Linked DNA regions of Gasterosteus aculeatus: region 1 is linked to region 2. The links are chromatin contacts, called in public Hi-C maps. All regions are on one chromosome and are shown on one strand. Each heading gives the region's core, a stretch centred on a gene start, on an enhancer-like site or on the middle of the called end of the contact. The rest is flanking DNA. Distances are from core to core; before and after follow the strand shown.

Region 1 (3,823 bases), core at 500-2,999, 42 kb after region 2:
ATACATCCAGAATCACAGGAAGCTTCTTTCAAACCACTAGGGGGCACTATGAAACAACACAGCCATTAAAAAATTAACAACAGAGGATGTTTATTTCTCCAGCAGTAGCTGTTTGTTGCTGTGTTACGGAAAATGATATTCCAAACAAACTGGTCTGTTTGGTACATTTCTCCCCCGCCACTCCTCTGATTTGCCCTCACGCCAATTTTTTCCTCCAATCTTTTTTCTGTGTCTGTCTTTATTTCTTTTTTCTAAACCAACCGGTAGTTATGTTGTCTGGAATATGCTAATCTTCTATGCACCGGCAACTCCCTGGGTGAAGATCACTTATTAAAAGCATAGTTGGGAGGGTTTATGCAAATTGAGTCAAATCAAAGCAAGCTTTCCCTTGGTTGGTTACCTCTTTGCATACATTGTGAATTTGAGACCAATATTTTATTTCTGATATTCCTTTTTCACGGAGCCTGTGCCACTTTCCCCATCACCTCCGAGCCATCTTCGTTGTGTATTTAATGTTGAATTCATGTTGCTCTGCTTCCTTTCTCTCTCTCTTTTTTTTTTTTGTCGGCAGGGTGCTGCAGAAAAACAGTTTTCTTCTCTGCAAAAGGAGAAGTTTCATTTCCCGTTGAGTGGATTGACAGATTTGTTAGAAGGAAAAGATGGATAATATCCGCTGTGGCCAAAGGCTGTGGTGAAGTAGTCTGACACAGACACTGATTAAGCCTCTTGAGATCTGAAGGGATTGTGGGTCTTAGTTGTGAGAGAAAAAGAGAAACAAAAAGAGATGAGTGAGCAGGCTAAAGAACCAGATAGTAAATTGGATTGGATGAGATGAGAGGCTCCTGTGGGTGTTTTTGGCTTTTGCGCAACGTGTTTAGGTCGGAACAACCATCCGTGGTGCTTCCTTAACTCCAGACTATTAGTGGCGGTGAGGAAGGGACAAGCAGAACTCCCGCCAACAACGGGGGAACGGAATTGGGGATAATGTGCTGCATTGTTTTCGGGCAGAGTTGGCTTCTGATTCCCTGGTCATTATGCAGGAGAAAGAGCTCGGTTTGACCGTTACGTACTTATTGTAATGAAGGACATGATTAGACTCCTTGACATGCATATGGGTTTATGTTTATACCACAGTAATGCACACACATTTGACTTCCAAAATCACCCCTGCCCTTTAGTGCACCTTCTGCTGTGCAAAGGTGAGTCTTCAATGTTCCATATTTATATTTTGACGGAAAATTAAGTAAAAAGAGCAAAGGTCAATGTGTGCCCTCCGGGTAAATATGCAACCTCTGCAGTCTTGCATTGGGTGCTAAATATCACAAGGTGTTCCTATTACTGGTGTAGATTGTAGCCAAACTGGTAATTTTCTATTTAAAGTATAAGGACATCAGTCATTACTCAACCGTTAACTGCAGCCAAGCAGCAAGATGGATTAAATATATATTGAGTGTTTGTTCAGCTTTCAGCGGCAGGAAGGCACATTTAGCCATGCTTTACAAAGGGATTTTTGCACAGACAAGTACGAGTTCACATTTTGCCATCGTTGTCTTGGCTACATGAAAATATTCTCTGACGAAGACAACTCTTGAAAGCTGTCATGGCTCAGTAACAACTGTATTACTGTAAAGCCATCACGTCCTTCCAACTTTTTATTTCACTGTATTTTTGAACAGGCATGTAATACTACCTCGAACTACATCATACTGTATTATCTACATGCATACAAACTAAAGTAAATAAATATTTGCACTTAACTATATTATACTATATGTTAAGTTACTAGCATCATTGCAAACAAGAGATAGTGTGTATTATATCTTCACGTGAGGCTTTTGTCGAGACACATTCCTTCATAGTTGCATTCCTCTGTGTCTTTGTAGGTCAATTTAGTAAAGTTTGGCCTATAAAGGGATCACTTGAGCACATTTCAGCATTTAACCCGAGCATAAACCCCATCAGGCGGCAGCGGCAGCTGTGGATGATTCCGTAATCCAAGCAGACACTGGGAGACGGATTCAAAAAGACAGAGAGGCTTCCAACAGCAGCCTCCCTACTCCTACTGCACACCAGCGGGGATCAAATTTGACGGTTTTGCCGATTGCAAAGTCTAATTGCAATGTTAATCAATTACAGAGACTCTAAAGCCCATTTTTTATGCCTACCATTTGTGGTTGGCTTGCTCAGTTCCTGCTATTTTAATTCACTGGACCACATGAGGTTTGCCCCCCCCCCCCCCCCCATTATAGAAGATGAAATTATCCCACTTTACCCTAAGATTTGCATGTTGACTTAAAAACAATGATGACTTGAAATAGCAGAGTGTAGAAGCGCAGGGATTAACAGAGTCTGTAAACTTTCACTTCCCTGGCTACACACCTTGTGTCCGTTTTAGTCACACCACCAAACGCTCATCCGTTTACACCGTCATCCCCTCACCTTTAACCCCACGTACGCCCCGTTCCCGTGGTAACCCTAATTCCTTTAAAGGGAACCTGCCCCACTTATCACAGGAAGTTCTGGTCAATTATGTCCCTGAGAGTCATCTACATCGTATCTACACAACACCAGCATGTAGCATGTTGTGTGTTTGCTGGATTCCTGTTGATATAGTTACACAGATTCAACACCGCATTAATGGTGAACGCAGTTCAATAATGTCAGTCCGGGTGAAAGCAGCCCCCCCGTAAAAACCATCAGAGGGCAATCGATGTGCTTTCATCCCCAGGACGGAAATTGCACTCATATGGCTCAGGCTCTATGAAGGTCCCCCATCCAAAGCCAAATCATTAACATCAAACTTGCAGGAAAGATATCAAAATGTCACTCTGCCCTGCAATCTGTTGGCAGATGAGTTTTCCCTCTATTTCTTATACTATTTCGGGCTTCTCATATCAACTCCTGGCATAGTCTACAGAAGAACAATTTCCCCCGGCCCAACAATACCATATTGAGTATGGAGAGTTGTGCATGTTAGTATTGTTGACAATGTATGTATAAATATATACGGACATACGTACCTAAATAAATACATGCAGTACATACATACTTTATATGATTCATTTATTCCCTCAAGACGTCATTACCTGGGGACATTGTTAATTCATGTTATATTGGCGGTTCATCCAGAAGACAAAACTAGTGGAGTCAATGCAAACAGTTTGGGTTTTATTTAACTATTTATGAAATATTTGCCACCAGCCTAACTGTGATGAACAGATTTGATTTTATCAGAGTAAAAACAACCAGTCATTAGATTGCATTTAGTCAATGTAATTCTGGGGACACAAGAAAGGGGAAATATTTATTAGTGGTGCTTTACACACTGCTCTGTGTGTGTAAAGGAGACCCCTATTAGCTGTTACACCGCCGAAACGTACGATGGGTAAAACTTTTGCATTGCTCACTATAGTACAAGAACAAAAGAAGAAAAAGAAGACCAGAAATATTTTATTGTAGCAAAAATTAAGTCAAGCACGCAATACAACTTTTATGAATAACTCTGAAATAGCCTGGTCCAATTAGCAAACTATTCAATAATCAGGCATACATTTGAGAATGTGCAAGGGGATGAAACTATGTCATTGTAAGTCTATTGCTCGGGACCCAAATAGAAGTGCATTATGGAGTATGGATTTGTATTAATGAGCAGATCTCTAGAAAGGTGCAAGCACCAATTACGGAAGCCAAGCCAATGGCCCGTTCTCGGCTTGTTTTTGAGGAGACATTGCGCCAATTAATGGTGAACTCTGATCGTGTCAGGAACTTTAGGCAACTCTAACAACACACGAAGTTGGCTACTCCATATACTACCAATTTAATG
Region 2 (4,388 bases), core at 1,776-4,275:
TAATATTGTCCTTGTGAAACAATTTGTGAGCATCTCTGATTATCAGTTAAATATAGAAACAATGGCTTATGGTCCTCATGAGCCATTGAAACATTTTAGTTTCAGAAAAGTTTCATTTCAGGGGCTAATTTTCCTAAATTTAAAGTCACCATCAGTGAAAAAAATATTTATTCATTACTTACAAATCCTTGTTTCTTATTTTATTATTATTGTGTGGAATTTCCTGATGCTTTCTCAACCGCATAAACCTTTATAATAACTTCTCTATTAATAATTATAACAGTTAAAATTTCTGCTGGGCAGTAAATTTTACATTACTCTGCAGATGCAGCAGATGCTCACTTTTGTTTTAATGTTAACTGCGTGACCAGTGAAGACAACTGAAGTGCCAAAAGAATGAATTAAATAAATGCACTTTTGAACAATCATTAATGCTTTATTTTTTCAAACTATCCATCCCTCATAGTTAATGTTTGTCCACGCAACAGGTTTGGTCCTCTTGTACAATGTTTCTCAACCTTTTTCTGACATTTACTATCACATCCCTGTCAAACTAACTCAAGCACCCCATCATCAACACATGTTCTATTATCATTTGATAGACACTAACACAAATCAGGGAACGAAATTTCAGAACGTATTTAAAGTACTACAGTCCAATTTAAATCATATTTAGTTATCTTGTGGCCTACTGGATTCATAATAATAGTCTGCATGTATTGCTAATAATTAATGAGGTCTTTGGCGTAAATGTTGTAAATGCCCGTTCTCTGAAATTGCATTTTCGGGTTTGATTGACAGCAGCTGGCTGGGTGCCAATTAGCAGAGAACTGGCTCTGAGTCCTTCATGTCATTGAGCTGACCGCGTGTAGTTAACAGAAACGAAGAACAAGGCAGGAACCGACATGTCATGGTCTGGACCCAACAGGTAAGTTTACTGCTAGAACTCCTCCGGCTGAGCAGTTAATTAACTCTTTGTACCGGGAACCCGAAGTTAGGAGCTTATCCCCCCCCCCCCCTTACAGCAAATGATTGATTGTTTGCTGAACAAGCGCAGCTATAGAACAAATTTGCGTGCACGTTTGTTACATGAGAAGAGTAGACATTATCAGAAAAAAGTGTGCGTGTCTCTGTTTTCGCCACCATGAAACAAAAATATATAAATGTTCTCACTCTTGGTTTGGGATATTTTCTTTAGTAATTTACAGAGGAGATCTGAAGGCCTGTGCCGTAGCATACCAGCTAAAGTATTTAATTTGACATGGATCCCAGATGGGGTATTTTAAGTCGTCATGTGAGTAATCGTCTATTGTGGCTTAGAACAAAAGAGAACATTAAAACATCACCGGCCATAATTGCTGGTTATGTTAACTTTCTCAGTTTTGCTGCATTGGAACAAGGAGAAGATCTTAAATTCTAATGTGTCGACATCCAGAATAAACTCTCATCTCTGCACATTTTAACACCGATGAATCGTTTGACCAGCTGGATGCTGTTATGCAATTAGATTAGATCACACTTGGTTGCCTGACATATCTTCCACCCCCCCCCCCTTAACACAGAGCCGCGTAGTGTTGCAATTCACTTTGATTGGCCTCATCTAGCCGCCCCTGCTTCAGGAGAACCTGCACACGTGACCTTGTTATGGATGGCTTTCATTCTGTGCCCACTGGGCTGCTTAATTTATCCTACAAAGCAAAAGTTTTTCAGCGCAGAGTTGAAGTCCATAATATTGTCACCTTCAGTTTTTCCACTGTCAGACACTGCTCATTTTTGATCTATTAGCTTTGGTGCCTGAAATATAATAAGATTTATGGCCTACAGGATTTTAATGTGAAAAATGTCCACCCTGCAGGCTGTTTCCTCCGTTACGAGCTCGTACTACTCACTGGCTTAGAACTAAGCGATGGATACCTGGTCATCATCTTTATACCGTGTTGGTCTGCTGGCTGTGTGTCCGTATTGTCTTGTAGCTCAAGTGTAGAACTTGTGCTTATTACAAAATGATAAGTCACAGCAGTTAGAAATAACAAAAAGGTAAAAGCAAAATGTTTATAATTCAAAATTTGGAGGTGATGCGTCACAAGTTGTTTAAAACTAGGAATGAATGTATCGAATAAGCAAGGTTCTTGACATTAGAAATAGTAGTTACAAATAGCATAGACAATATAAGAAGGGTGTTATAGCTCTGGGGAAAAAGTGCAATAAGGAGATTTTGAGTCAAAATGATTTTGACAAATTGATCAATTTTAATTGGTAAAAAGTTTGAATGTTTGACTACAAAGGGAGGGTTTGACATTAACTGGGTCCTGTTGGTTTGTGGCCATCAAATGTCCCCGGTCGTTTGCCATGTTACTTCATGTCTCTTGAGAATGAGACTGTGTCTCGTATAAATGACAGTTAACATGTCCTATCTGAATGTGACGCATGCACGCAAGCAATGGTAATAAAATCAAGTTGCTTGCACCACTATTTAAATGTATTGCAAAAACATCGGCTCTATTCCAATCCTTTGGCCTAAAGGTGTTGGTACATTTTTGTTTTTCACAAAACTTTTAAAATGAATCATGTGGACTCTTCTCTAAAAAACAGTGAGTATCACTATGAACATTTCTCCAGCCCATCGTCATTGTTAAATAATCGCTTGTGGTTCTGACTTGCGGGTTTCTCTGTGAGGTGCTGGTGCTGCTTCTGGCCTCTGGAGGGCAGCAGCACTCAGCCTCTCATTACAGATTGAGCAATGCATCACAGTAAGCTTAACTCTGTGTTAATTAACCCTAATTAGATGATGTCGACTTGAGATCAATTTTGCACCATGAAGTTGTATTTTTGACTATAATTGCGCTTCTCCTCACAGTCTGTCCCTTGATACCGCAGAAAACTCAGAGGAAAAGATTTTACACCGAAAATCAATGCCCTCGCGCCTTTTCGGAATACAAATTTGATACCTTAATAGAGCGCGCGCGTGCGCGGGTTTGACCAAACAGCTGTCGAGGAGAGATACCCCAACGCAGCTCAAACAAGTCTGCCAAGCCCTTAAGCCTTCAGAAGGCCGGCAGCCAGGTTCACTGAGAGGTCTGAGTGGAAAGTCTCTGTACACAGACACCAGTAAGATGTACTGCATTCATGTCACTGTCACCGAACCCGGCACCTTTTGAGAACACTTGGCCATGAACGGCAGCCACCGCTGCCTGTTTCATGTCCAGACATCGTGGGTTGTATTTGTGCCTGTTGGAGTGCTGCATAAAACAGCGGCGCATTAGAGCCGAGCCGGCAGGCTCGTAAATAACCGATGATGTTCCCTCTGGCCAGGTCTACATACCACAACTCTAAACAGTTGCTCTGTGAGTTATAGCTGTTTACTAAAAGCCCATGGCTTTGTTATTCCTGTAGTATTTTGCGGGGTGTTCGTAAAGTACACTGATGTGGTGAGTGCTTGTGTTAAAGATGGCCGCCCTTTTATTCTCGAACTTTTGTCTACATTGAATTTTCATTAATGAGGCAATACATCAACCGTTTGTATAATGCAAGCTATGGGAAACGCGATGGCACCTATGCTCTCTGTCTTTATCGTTTGTGCCAGATTGACTTGTTTCCTGCTTTGCAAAAAACCTTATGAGGAATATCTGTGAAATGTAAATGGTCAATTTTAACTTTCTATTGCAAATTGAGTAAAATGCATGGACCGAAATAAGCGATAGGCTTTCTCTTGCGAGTAAACAACAGCTCGAAATATATAAAAATAATAAGGCAATAACAAAAAAAAAACAGGTGACTCTATATACTTTATTTATCAAACTCAACATAATTAAACCACTGTAAAAATGTTTAACAACTGACATGAATTTCAAGCCAAGAAACCCAAAGTTATAAGCTGATTTTCTTTTTCCAAAATGCACAATGCCCAGTTGCTGGTATCGTTACTGCTTGGACAGAACACATTTGGTCACATTTGGAATAACAGCCTGTCAAAATTATGATCATATATACAAACCACGCATGTCTGCTTCACTACAACACAAATTCAAGATATGATTGAAATATGCACAAGTAGTCTAAGTAGCCTTAATATTTTTCAACAACAAATTGGTAACCAATGCCATGGTTTATTCCTTTTAACAGCATTCTTTAGTATCCTATATGTTGTTTGACAAAATGTCTGACATCTTGTAAAATATGCTTATTCGATTTCTGGCAAAGAATTTGTTAACGTGATTGATACAACTTTAAAATCCAGTTAGATTATCAAAAAGACTGAAAATGGTTAACCTGCCGCTGCCCAGAGTAAGTGTGCAGAGGTACACCCCAGTATATAAATTCAACGATCTAATATCGTCAATGCCAAGTGAAAACGTTAATAAAATCATCCTCTGCCTTCTAGAGGCACA

The links. Hi-C and Micro-C count contacts between places; a contact is called where the count stands out from the background.
Region 1: a contact with region 2 is called in a Hi-C map of skeletal muscle, with 2.2 times the contacts expected there. The contact joins two enhancer-like sites. A contact is called at or near these places in 3 of 6 Hi-C or Micro-C datasets (skeletal muscle and whole body).

Annotation. Positions count from the first base shown.
Region 1 is chr6:13,866,307-13,870,129 of fGasAcu3.hap1.1, forward strand. No RefSeq gene overlaps it. Among protein-coding and RNA genes, the nearest start is that of LOC120820733, 15 kb to the left of the region's middle. Within about 2 kb of position 1,750, at least 1 of the 9 cell types and tissues checked has open chromatin away from gene starts, as enhancers often do.
Region 2 is chr6:13,823,301-13,827,688 of fGasAcu3.hap1.1, forward strand. It overlaps LOC120820733 (E3 ubiquitin-protein ligase NEURL1), which reads right to left. Exons shown (of 6, transcript XM_040178846.2): 6 at 3,775-4,388. LOC120820557 (SH3 and PX domain-containing protein 2A) reads left to right here. Exons shown (of 13, transcript XM_040178478.2): 13 at 1-428. Among protein-coding and RNA genes, the nearest start is that of LOC120820733, 28 kb to the right of the region's middle. Within about 2 kb of position 3,026, at least 2 of the 9 cell types and tissues checked have open chromatin away from gene starts, as enhancers often do.